Regions from separate parts of the Sus scrofa genome. Here region 2 is linked to region 1. A link is a contact called in public HiChIP or PLAC-seq data. All regions are on one chromosome and are shown on one strand. Each heading gives the region's core, a stretch centred on a gene start, on an enhancer-like site or on the middle of the called end of the contact. The rest is flanking DNA. Distances are from core to core; before and after follow the strand shown.

Evidence for each region. HiChIP or PLAC-seq counts read pairs in DNA pulled down with a chosen protein or histone mark.
Region 2: a contact with region 1 is called in an H3K27ac HiChIP or PLAC-seq map of alveolar macrophages. The contact joins two enhancer-like sites. A contact is called at or near these places in 1 of 5 promoter capture datasets (liver), 9 of 47 Hi-C or Micro-C datasets (embryonic fibroblasts, epiblast stem cells, fetal liver and 3 more) and 1 of 2 datasets of contacts at active chromatin or transcription factors (alveolar macrophages).

What each region holds. Positions count from the first base shown.
Region 1 is chr15:24,450,070-24,456,197 of Sscrofa11.1, forward strand. No RefSeq gene overlaps it. Among named protein-coding and RNA genes, the nearest start is that of EN1, 45 kb to the left of the region's middle. Within about 2 kb of position 4,557, at least 11 of the 83 cell types and tissues checked have an H3K27ac peak or open chromatin away from gene starts, as enhancers often do. A contact at or near this core is called in alveolar macrophages, where this site is marked.
Region 2 is chr15:24,529,147-24,535,136 of Sscrofa11.1, forward strand. The region is part of intron 8 of MARCO (macrophage receptor with collagenous structure); the gene reads left to right. Among named protein-coding and RNA genes, the nearest start is that of MARCO, 29 kb to the left of the region's middle. Within about 2 kb of position 4,260, at least 1 of the 83 cell types and tissues checked has an H3K27ac peak or open chromatin away from gene starts, as enhancers often do. A contact at or near this core is called in alveolar macrophages, where this site is marked.

The DNA.
Region 1 (6,128 bases), core at 3,307-5,806:
GACTTCTAGAGCCTGAGTATCAGTGCCCAACCCCTATCTGAGTGTGTCAGGCTGTGATTTCCGGGGGCAGTGGTACAGATAATCCATGTGGCTCACTCTCTGCTTTGCCCTCCTCAGTATGGCTGCTGTGCTTTTCTCCAAGGCTTTGAAGTCCCTCCATCTTGGCTGATCTCCCTGTCAGTTAGGTGGCTTCCCAGGGTGCATGTTCATTTCCTCTTTCACAGCTGCCTCTCAGGAGTGCTGGTCCTGTCCTGATTCCTTTTTTTTTCTCTCTCTCTCTCTTTTTTCTCTCTCATTCTCCCACCCTTTTGTTCTATCTAGTTATTTGGAGAGTTTCTTGCCCTTTTTAGAAGTTTAAGATCTTCTGCCAGTGTTCAGATGTTCTGTGTGAATTGTTCTACATGTAAATGGGTTTTTGTTTTTATTTTTGGATGTGTTTGTGGGAGAAGGTGAGTGCCACATCTTACTCCTCTGCAATCTTGACCCCATCTCCAGTTCCTAGTAATTCTGATCATAGTGCCCTCTGGCCATCTGGCTTCACAGCATGTGCCCTGGAATTGGAAATAATGAGTTTCCCTGGAACAGCACCTTCACCAGTCAGGTGAGCCTCTTGCCCCTTAATGAATGAATGAATGAATGACCCAAAAAACTATTCACTTTCCAACCCTAACATGAGGCCAACACGGAATCATCATTGTCCTTCTTGCTAACATAATGCAGGCAGAAAGAGTTCAGAATCCCCTGTTTTGTTTCTGTTCATTTTATAACTAAAAACAGAGTAAAAATACCTCTAATTCAAGTATCAGATATTTGGAAAACTATTTCAACACACCAGTATAACACAGTAAGCCCAGATTTTGGATATGGGATAGTTGGTCAACTCCTGGCCTCACCATTTCACATTGGTGTGACTGGCAGCTTCTGTAACTTCTCTGAACTTTTATTGCCTTGTCATTAAATAAGATTGATACCTACTTCCTATGGTTTAAGTGGAGATTCAATAAGATACTTGGAGTTCCCATCATGGCTCAGCAGAAATGAATCCAACTAGGAACCATGAGATTGTGGGTTTGATCCCTGGTCTTGCTCAGTGGGTTAAGGATCTGGCATTGCTGTGAGCTGTGGTGTAGGTCACAGACATGGCTCAGATCTGGTATTGTTATGGCTCTGGCGTAGGCTGGTGGCTATAGCTCCAATTCTACCCTTAGCCTGGGAACCTCCATATGCCGCAGGTGTGGCCCTAAAAAGCAATAACAAAACAAAACAAAAATAAGATACTGTATGTGAAGTACTGGGCCCATCATAAGCATTTGACAGATTAAGATAAGACGTCTAAATGGCCATTACCTCCATTGATCTGGATACTTGGCTAGAACCATTTTAGAAAGTTCTAAGTGAAGAGAAAGCAATTGAGCTAATAGTGCTTTTAGAAGGCTGCTGAAAGACGGAGGATGAGCCAAACAACCAGACTCATTGCAAAGGCTTCAGGCCAGCAACCATGTGAGTGTTCCTGAGCTCTTTGTCCCTTCAACAGGGTGACACTCGAATAATGATGTTGGCCAGAGCGACCCCTAATTGAGTTTTAATTACAGCAGTTCCAGGAAGAATGAAGTTAAACCTCTGTTCTCCCTGCATAATTAAATTTAGGTTAGCATATCTGGAGAATTTTTATCCTTGTCTGAAGAGGGATTTCAAAATTGGACATTGTTGTTTAATGGATGAAGTTTAAGAATGACACATGGGCTTTGTTCCTCTTTAATTGCGGATAGTTAATTGTAGAAAGAACCTAATTAGATTGCCACTGGAGGGAGATGTAGGTGAAGATGAAATGGATCTCTTCATTAGGTATGGTTACCTAAGGAAAGAGGGGCCAGCTAGGTCTACAGGGTTTTGGGGGCTTGGTGAACCTATTATAGGTGATTTTGAGATGGTGCCAAGCATTGTGCTGACTCTGAAAGAAGAGAAGGGAAACAAAAGACTTGGTCCTTTTCCTTGAGGGGTTTCCAGCTTGTTCAAGGAGATGAAATTAGCATACCCCAGTCAAAAGGAAAGGAGAACTTCATTGATGCCAACACCACAAGCTAGCGATGACAAGGCCTAAACACACCTGAGAAATAAGCTCACTGAGGACATCAGGGGCTGGCAGAAGGCTGGGTGGAACCCAAGTTCAAAATTCAGTCCACCAAGTACAAGCTCCAAGACCTAGACAAGTTACTTGACCTAACTGTGACCCCACTTCTCACCTGTCAAATGACACCCACCTCACACAGCTGAGCAAGGAACAAAGGCAGGAAAATACTGAGGATTGGGCTTGGTTCTTATTTCATGCTGGGAAAAACCAGTAGCTGTTTTTATGATTACAGACCCTCCTGAGTCTGAGGATTCTGAGATGAAATCCCCTAGACCTCACTAGAGCAGTTTTTGTTTTCCATTGAGCTTAACTGTAGAAAGAATATACTCTAAGACTTAAAAGAGGTCAGCCTAAAAATACCCCTGCACGTGTATGGGGACCCAATGGGTGAAGCTTGTTGGAGGGCTGTTCTGGAGTGCTGAGATGGGGGGCTGGTTTATCCCTGCTTCCTAGACCCCACACACTGTGGATCCCGGGGCCTGCTGCTGATTTGACTTGAGCAGAGTCCCTGCCCTCCTCACCACTTTGTTAAGAACTGGAATGTTTAAGTTAACAGCTCGCTGGTTGAATAGCCCAGAAGCAGATCCACTCTTGCTCCCCAGAGGACATTTGGCAATACCATGGAGACATTTTTGGTTGTCTTATCCAGGAAATATGAAGGGTTGCATCTGGCTTCTAGTGGGTAGAGGCCAGGGATTCTGTTAAACTTCTTATGGTGTGTAGGAAAGTCTCCCATGACAGAAAATTATCTGGCTCCAAATTTCAAAAGTACCGAGGTTGAGAAACCCTGGAGTAACCTATCCTGGATCCAGGGCAGCAAGCCTGGCAGAGGTCTCTGAATGAGTGTCAAGATGTGGCTTAATGGATGTGTCCCCAGACAAGTGCTTCTGACAGTAGCATCACCAGGTGTCCTGTCAGAGGGGTCCCAGCCAGGGCTTCTCTCATGAGAGGCTACAGGGTAGCTGCCCACCTGTTCTGTCATCAAATTTGCCAAGGCATGTGTTCTACAGTGTGGCCACCAGATGGCGATCTTGGAATGCTCTCACATCTGGTCGACTGGTTTTCCCAGAGGGGTGCCTTTTTTCCACTTCTCTAAGCACCTGGTAGCCTTCAGGAAGGGGGAATTTGAGAGGAAAGAGGCATGAACTATAGAAAAGATCCAGTATCCACTTCTTGCTTATCAAGTTTGTGACACTTCCAGCACTGATCCTCTTTCTCAAGCAAACTGAGATCCATATCCTTCAATCTCCCTGTTAGCAGTGTTTATTCTGAAGGGTTATTGTGCTCCAAAAATGCATCCTGAAAGACAAAGAACATGTGATAGGAAATAGGGAGGTGGGCAGACTGAGGAGCTAGTGATGGGGCTGCCTCAACGCATGCCTGACGCCCTACACACATTATCTCCTTTACCATCCCGACACCTCCACCTAGGGGCCTTTAGAGAAGGCCAGAGTCACACAGTAGACCTAAGTCCAGTCATCTCCACCACCCTCCACCACCCTGAGGGGTCTCTTGTTCATCATCAATGTGGGAGAGTTACTCATCTGTAATTCAGGGAGTAGACTGACTTCTGGCTATGTTTGGGGACCATGTAATTTATTGCCCAAAGCAGGACACTCTGGAGAGTGATAAGGGGCACCAAATGGATAGTAGCTGGGACCAGAGATACAAACCCCACATTAGGTCACTGTACTTTTCCTTTCTAAGCTTCAGAGACACAAGCAGGACTTTTTTTTTTTTTTTTTAAGCTTTTGTGACTTTTGTGCCATCATTCAGTGCAGCCCCAATGGGAGAGTTGAGGGAAGTGTGTGAGAAAACTGGAAAGTTCAGATGCTGGGGGAGTGTGTGCCTTCTCGATGAGTGCCGGCAGGTAGAGATTCTGTGCACCCAGAAGAGACTGGGAACTACAGGAAAGGAGTGCTTGATAATTATTACCTCAGCAGTCCTGTGTGTACTGTTATTTTGATACTTGTGTGTGTGTATAACAACCACCTCTATGATCATAATCGTGAAATTGTAGCTTGTCAGGTTGTTGCCTTGCGTCTCCCAATCCATCCTTCTTTGCCTGACTCTGACGCTGGAACTGCATCTTGCAAACTTTTTTCCAGCTGGCGCCATGCTGAGCTTCGCCAGTAGAGGGTGCTAGAGACACACCGCAGGAGCAAGGGGCGGTCCATCCTGGTCGCTGGTGCTGTGCTTTCTTCAGGCTCCAGCGTGGTGGGAGGGATGCCCATCCAGTCTCCTCCACCGGTGTGTATGGCTTTCTGATGAGTTCTGCAGGAACTCATCTGGTTTCCAGTGAGTTCAAGAGCACCCCATGGGAGTGGCTTCCTGGAAGCTGGCATGTCCCCCCAGTACCTCAACCGGTTTTCCAGAAAGTTCAACCACTTTCCTTTCAGCCAGCTTCCTGGAAAGCTTTATTGTCACTCCAGGGGACAGTTTCCTCCTTCAGTGTCTCCAGCTGTGTCACGTCAGCCAAGCCCCACCCTTTCCCACAAGATCTGAGTCAGCCTTGTGTGTTGTGAGAGGGCTCTCAAATTAGTTTTTCAGGTTCTCTGCCTCCACCCAGGGCAGTGCCTGCTCCTTGTCCATATCTACCATTCCCAATTCTTTAGTTCTCCTCACCCTTAGTAGCCAATGACTTGGTACTCCTGTTAATAGTTTTTTGTTTGTTTGTTTAAGGCTACACCAGTGGCATATGGAAGTTTCCAGGCTATGGGTCAGATCAGGGCAGCAACTGAGATCTGAGTTGAGTCTGGGACATACACCTACACCTACACCACTGCTCATGGCAATGCCAGATCCTGACCCACTGGGCGAAGCCAGGGATTGAACCCACATACTCATGGATCCTAGTTGGGTTCCTTAACCACTGAGCCATGAAGGGAACTGCTCCCTGTTAATAGTTCTTTACTTAACTTCCTCTATTTAGTATCTTGTGTAGTTTGGGTCTCTTATCTTGGCCAGTGAAGATTTTTTTTGTCTTTCAATATATGTCTGCTCTTGATATTCTTTGTGTGTTTGTCCTGATTATCAATGGACTTGTTTGTAGAAATACATCAAGAAATAAATTATTTCACTCCACCAAGGGTAGGAGACATGAATGACTGTGCTAAATAGTTTCAGATAAGTGACCCTGAAAGTACATAGAACTGAATATGGTATAGAGTCTCCAGAAAGAAATTCTCCTTATGCTTTCAAGTCCCCTGGATTTAAAACACCATGCTGATTATGCTACTCTGTAGTAAGAGATAGACAAGTCACCTCCTCTTCCTAGGTCTCAGGATATCCTTTTGTAAAATGAGAGGGTAAGACAAGATGTTCTCTAACATAGCTTCCAGGTATGAGATTCTTACGTTCCATGCTGAGTGTATGTCCCAGAATTTTTTATGCTTCTTACATCAATGCTAAATCCAGCGTTCAAGGCTAGGTGTTTCTTTGCCTAGTGAAAGCATTATTTCCAACAAAGGTATGATGACTTTGTTGCAACTTTGCCTTGTTTCACCTTGTTGCAACAAATAATCAATCAACAAGCTTTCTGTGTTAGTCATTTACGCATTAGTGAGAGTGAGTGCAGAAAGATCTCTGATTCAATACTCACCTTTGCAGAGATGATAAAGGCCCAGGCTATGATCATTGTCTTGCTCAGGTCTACAGGATTGGTTGTGACAAAGCCAGGACCAGAACCCATGTTTGGTCCCAGTTCAGTTTCTTGCATCATATTGCTCCTGTGACATATTTTATTTTATTTTATTTTGCTTTTTTTTAGGGCCAAACCTGAGGCATATGGAGGTTCCCAGGCTAGGGGTCAAATCGTAGCTACTGCTGCCAGCCTATGCCACAGCCACAGTGACACCAGATCCGAGCTGAGTCTGTGACCTCCACTACAGCTCACAGCAATGCTGGATCCTTAACCCACTGAGCGAGGCCAGGGGTCAAACCTGCAACCTCATGGTTCCTAGTCACATTCACTTCTGCTGCACCATGATGGGAACTC
Region 2 (5,990 bases), core at 3,010-5,509, 79 kb after region 1:
TCCCTTACCCCAGATCTTCAGGGTCTGACCCTGAGGCCTGAGACTGTCTTGTTATTCTGGGCTTCGTGGAGATGTTGGCTTTTCTCCCTCAGTTATAAACTGGGAGAACCTCTGCCCTGCACCACCACTGTCAGACTAATGATTCTTATTTATTTATTTACTTATTTTTTGCCTTTTTGCTATTTCTTTGGACTGCTTCTGCGGCATATGGAGGTTCCCAGGCTAGGGGTCGAATCGGAGCTGTAGCCGCTGGCCCACGCCAGAGCCAGAGCAACACGGGATCCGAGCCGCATCTGCAACCTACACCACAGCTCACGGCAACGCTGGATCCTTAACCCACTGAGCAAGGGCAGGGACCGAACCCGCAACCTCATGGTTCCTAGTCAGATTCGTTAACCACTGCACCTCGACGGGAACTCCGAGTTTGTTTCTTTTCTGTAGATAGGCTCATTTAGTGCCGTATATTAGATTCCAGATATAAATGATATTATATGGTGTTTGTCTTTCTCCTTCTGACTTACTTCACTTAGTATGAGAGTCTCTAGTTGTATCCCTGTTGCTGCGAATGGCATTATTTTGTTCTATTTTATGGCTGAGTAGTATTCCATTGTGTATATATACCACATCTTCTTAATCCATTCTTCTGTAGATGGATATTTGGGTTGTTTCCATGTCTTGGCTATTGTGAATAATGCTGAAGCAAGAGTATTGGAGATAAAGCATGGTTTTGCTCACAAGGGGCACTGTGCTTCCATGGTCTGAGGGTGGGGAGTCTTGCCTGCACCTGTGTCCTGGGAGGATTTGCATAATAAGAGCAGCTCCCAATTAGGAGTATTTTCAACCCTAATTAGAGCTGCTTCACAGAAAGAGGTGCAGAGTGGGTCAAAAGGAAGGCCTGGCTGGCAAAGCTCAGGCCTCATCCATTTTACTTCCCCCTACTGTCTTCCTCCCCAGGCAGCCCAAGGTATCTCTGTCACCATCAGGGCCCTCTGATAAGCAACACCTTCTCTCTCTACCCAAGTCCTAGAAGAATCAGAGCAGCTTCTTCCAGTCTTAGGAAACATGGAGCCCTCAGACCCTGCTATGTCTCCTTATTATTTACTCAAGATCTTACTCTCCTTTTTTTTTAAATAGCCACACCAGAGGCATATGGAAGTTCCCCAGGCCAGGGATTGAATCCAAGCTGCAGCTGTGACCTACTCTGCAGTTATAGCAATGCTGGATCCTTTAACCCACTGTATTGGGCTGGGGATTGAACCTGAGTCTCCACAGCCACTCAACCCACTGCAGTCAGGTTCTTAACCCACTGTGCTACCGAAGGAGCTCCCTCACCCCCATTTTAGCACAGACACCTTTGTCCCACAGTCAGAATCATTTTATTTCCATTAACGAGCCTGTGCACATCTGTGGAGCACCATTAGAGGAATATCCATCAATCAGGCCTGGTGAATACCAACCAGGCATATTCTAAAGGCCGTTCCTTAATCCTGGCTGCTCAGCTAGACATGGTGAATTACACTTTCATCTGGGGCATGTGATGATTACAACTTATCCCAAGTTGCATAGGTTTCTCACTCAAATACAAATGTTTGTCTTGATTAAGTAGCTGATAGTCCTCTCAGGAGGGAATTCCCATAGGACCCTGGTTATAGCCAGGGCTGTACACCATCCTGAGGTCATAGATTCATGAACTTTTGGAGAGGTCAGGTTTCTGAGGTGGGAGAAGGAAAGGTGGGGTGATTGGGAGCCAGATCTTCCCACTGCAGAAGATAATGCATAGTTTTCAGTATTAGGATGTTGGTACTCCCCAAACCAGAGATACTGTGGCATTTGTTCAGTTTCAATTATATCAAGCCAGTCTTCAAACAGAAGCATTTTCCGTTTTGTAAATAAAATCATTAATCTCACAAGAGACTATCTAGCTTCCTGGGATGAAAACAGAGAAATTACAGGGCATTGGATTGACCTAGGTAACAGCTAGATCTCATTATTGTGCATTCATTACCAAACATAAGAGGTCTGTTTATTATTAACAATGCCTCTAAGCCAGCACTGCGCTTGGAGCTTTACTCCCATGATCTTAGGTCCTCTCCCCACACAACTGAGTTTCATCATCCCTACCTGACAGCTCAGGAAGCAAAGGCTCCCAGAGGGTAAGAGCTTTCCTCAGGCTTTCGCAGTTAATATACACTGAATTCAGAAGTTAATCCCAAAGTCTAAGCCCAAAATTGTGCTTTTCTAAATTTTGTTGCATAGAATAACATAGAGTGTAGGATTCAAAGAAATCAGAATCGCTCGAACCTCTTACACCTCTGGTAGATGAGTAAATCCTGGCTTAGCTGGCAAATCTTCCTGCTGTCGTGGAGTCTCACTAACTGCACTCCAACCCATTCTGGTGGAATGTTTCCCCTTGTTCACAACCCATGAGAAAAAGGAGCCTTCTCAGACTAAAGACGGTGAGGAGGAGACTCCTTCCATTCGGCTGGGAAGTCAGACTGCACAGTTTATTGAAGGAGATCATTAACACCCAGAAGAACTTTCTCTAATGGTAGTTTCCTGCATCATTCAGAAAATAAGGTTTTGGGAGTTCCCATTGTGGCTCAGAGGTAATGAACCTGCCTAGTATCCACAAGGATGCGGGTTCAATCCCTGGACTCGCTCAGTGTGTTAAGGATCTGGCGTTACTGTGAGCTGTAGTGTAGGTCACAGACACAGCTCAGATCTGGCAGCCGTGGCTGTGGCGTGGACTGGCAACTTCAGCTCTGATTTGACCACCAGCCTGGGAACATCCATATGCTGCAGGAGGGGGACTAAATAGACAAAAAGAAAAAAAAAAAAAAAAGAAGGAAGGAAAGAAGAAAATAAGGTTTCATAAACCCTCCAAAACTTAGTTTTTTCTAACCTTTGATCTTTCAAATGACTGCAAAATAAATCATTTAATTTTTGGGAGAAAACTGAAAAAAAAAAAAAAAAACTCCACAGAAACACAACAAAACCAGTTTTAGCTCTAAATCCCTTAGCCATTTTGGAAAGTTTGTTTGGAAATGAGGAAGGGCTCAATTCAACTTGTAATCATGGCATTTTTCTTTTTCTACCTTTCCCATCTTCCTGAAATGATGTGAGAGGCAGCCAAAACAGTTAAGCTCCCAAATACCGATCAGATCAGAAATTCTACATCTCAACAGACTTCATGTCTAAAATAGAACAAGGATCTGAATTGTCTATGTCCTTTTATTTTTCTCTTGAGGCAAAGCCAAAGGGGAAATAACCTGAAATCACGTTTCTCCTCTGTATTTTAAGTTTTTTTTTTTTAACTTTAAAGATAAGCAGCAAAGAATAATCCATAATAGAAATTAAGCCCTATACCATGAATTCCCTAAGTATCAAGTTAGTCCAAGACTTTATTATATGCTACCTAACTCATAATGAACTCATATTACTTGTCACTTAGACTTTTCCTCATTTTCCTCAAAATTTCTTAGAGACATCTGCAGAAATCTACGTGTGTCCCAATTTTGGGTGCCCTACCTCCTATCTTCCTTCTTGCCACACAGCACAATTTGTAAGCTATTAAATTAATCCTAAATTGGCCAGCTGTACTTAGCCTGTAAGTCAGGATGGTACTAAGGAAGTTTCCATCAGAGGAGACCTGCCCATCACCTTGGACTTGCCAGCTAGCTAGGTGACAGTGGGTAGGGACATCATCCCAGGGCCTCAGTTTCCTCCTCTGTGGAGTGTAAGGAGAGGTCTAGAATTTGGCCAATTTTCCAGCACGCTGGTTTGGAAACAGGCAATTTTCTTTCCAAGCAGGGATGTTCTACGATTTTAGAACATCGGCCGAACATAAAACAATAGGAAGGCCTGTGCTTTCTAACTAAACTCTTTTCTTGGAAGAAAATCATTTCTCTAAATAAGCACCTTGCCAGTAAACACTTTGGGCCCTTTCGGCTTGATGCTCTGTGATACTCAGGGACTCCCAATTTGCTTGTGGTTAAGAGGACCAGGACATTTGTTCCCTCCCACTGTACATTTACAACATGCACCTCTGGACCCTAGCTTTCAGCCATGTCTCCTTCTCCCTGATCCAATCAGGGTGGGCCGGTGGTGTTTGAGGAGAAAACCAACATCCATTATATGCATCTCACAGGGCGTTTTCTCAACGGCCAAGGCAGAGAGGGAGCGCTCAGAATGGGGCAGGGCTGTGAGTTCCTCAGAGTCAGGAAGACTCCTTGGAGGAGGCAGGCTGTGAATTAACTGGTTCCTGAAGATTGAGTGAGATATCTATAGGGAAGTGGTTACTCAAACCATGGTTCCTGGGCCAGCAGCACCAGCAATGCCTGGAAACTTGTTAAAAGTGCTGTGCTAGAGTTCCCTTTGTGGCTCAGTGAATAATGAAGCCAGCCAGTATCCATGAGGATGCAGGTTCAATCCCTGGCATTTCTCAGTGGTTAGGATCTGTTGTTGCCATGAGATGCAATGTAGGTCGAGGACAAGGCTCAGATCTTGCATTATTGTGGGTGTGTTGTAGACCAGCAGCTGCAGCTCTGATTCAACCCTTAGCCTGGGGACTTCCACATGCCATGGGCACAGCCTTAAAAGAAACCAAAACAAAAAAACTGCAGTGTCTCGGAGCCCCAACCTAGATGCAGTGAATCAGCAACTCTGGTGGAGGGTGGGGGGAGTGGCTTAGCAAGCTATTTTCTAACAAACCCTGTGCAGGTGATTCTGGGGCTCACTCTAGTTTGACTACTCATTGTGGAGTCAGGGGTGGCCCAAGGCCACTGAGAGGCTTTGGAACCAGGCAGACAATCCAAGTGAAATTCCAGGAAGGAGGGAGATGGCATAGCTGGAGGAACACTGGCAGCCGAGGTGCCCAGTAGGAGGACAACCCTGGGTCCCAACCCCAACCACACCATTCTCTCCCTGTGTTACCTGGGACAAATCACCTGGAGTCTCTGAGTGTGGACTTTCTCCTCTGTAAAGAAGGAAATGACAGGACCTTGAAGGGTAGCTTACAGTGCCTGCATAGTGCAGGCTGCAGCAGATGCCAAGTCCCCAGAGGTGAGGGGCTGGAGGGAGGGTGTGAGAAATAAAGTGGGGGAGGGTCAGGCCAAGGGGACCATGGACCTGGTGAACAGGGACTTCTCTAGGGCTCCTGTCTGTATAGGGCATTTGTCGTTCAGTGCTTTAGAGAGGAGCACTTCTTTGGCAGGGGTGGAGGAGGGAGGCAATATGGGGAGACCACTGTGCCAGGTATCCCTGCACCTTGCTTCTAGGGACAGGGCACTTAGAGATTTGTGCAATATGGCACCCTTTAGGATACGAAGGAGAGGGCCAGGGGTCTAGATATGGACCATTTTTCTATTTAACAACCAAAGACGTGTTTTTGAATGTGGCTGAGGAGCTTAGGACTCTGGAGTTGCTGTCATGGCTCAGTGGTTAGCAAACCCGACTAGCATCCATGAGCACGCGGGTTCTATCCCTGGCCTCTCTCAGTGGCTTGAGGATCCAGCATTGCTGTGAGCTGTGGTGTAGGTTGCAGATGTGGCTTGGATCCCGCGTTGCTATGGCTCTAGCATAGGCCAGTGGCTACAGTTCCGATTGGACCCCTACCTTGGGAGCCTCTATATGCCACGGGTGTGGCCCTAAAGACAAAAAAGACAAAAAGAAAGAAAGAAAGAAAGAAACAAACAAACAAACAAACTTAGGACTCCCTAAGCTTGTAACCTGCAGTTCAGATGCAGGTGAGCAGAAAGGATACATCAGCCACCTCTGCTGGGCCACCTAAAGTCAACAGCAAACATTGGGGTGGGCCTGCTCAGCAGCAAGGCTGGAGCTCACGCAGGGGCTTCAGCCCCAGAACCCCAGACAATCCCCGCTGGAGGAGAGACAGACACGTGCAACAGAGCCCCTGGGGTGCTTGGGGCACCACTGGCCAGACGTGAGGATCAGTGCTTGACACAGACTTCATTTCAGTCTCACAACCACTC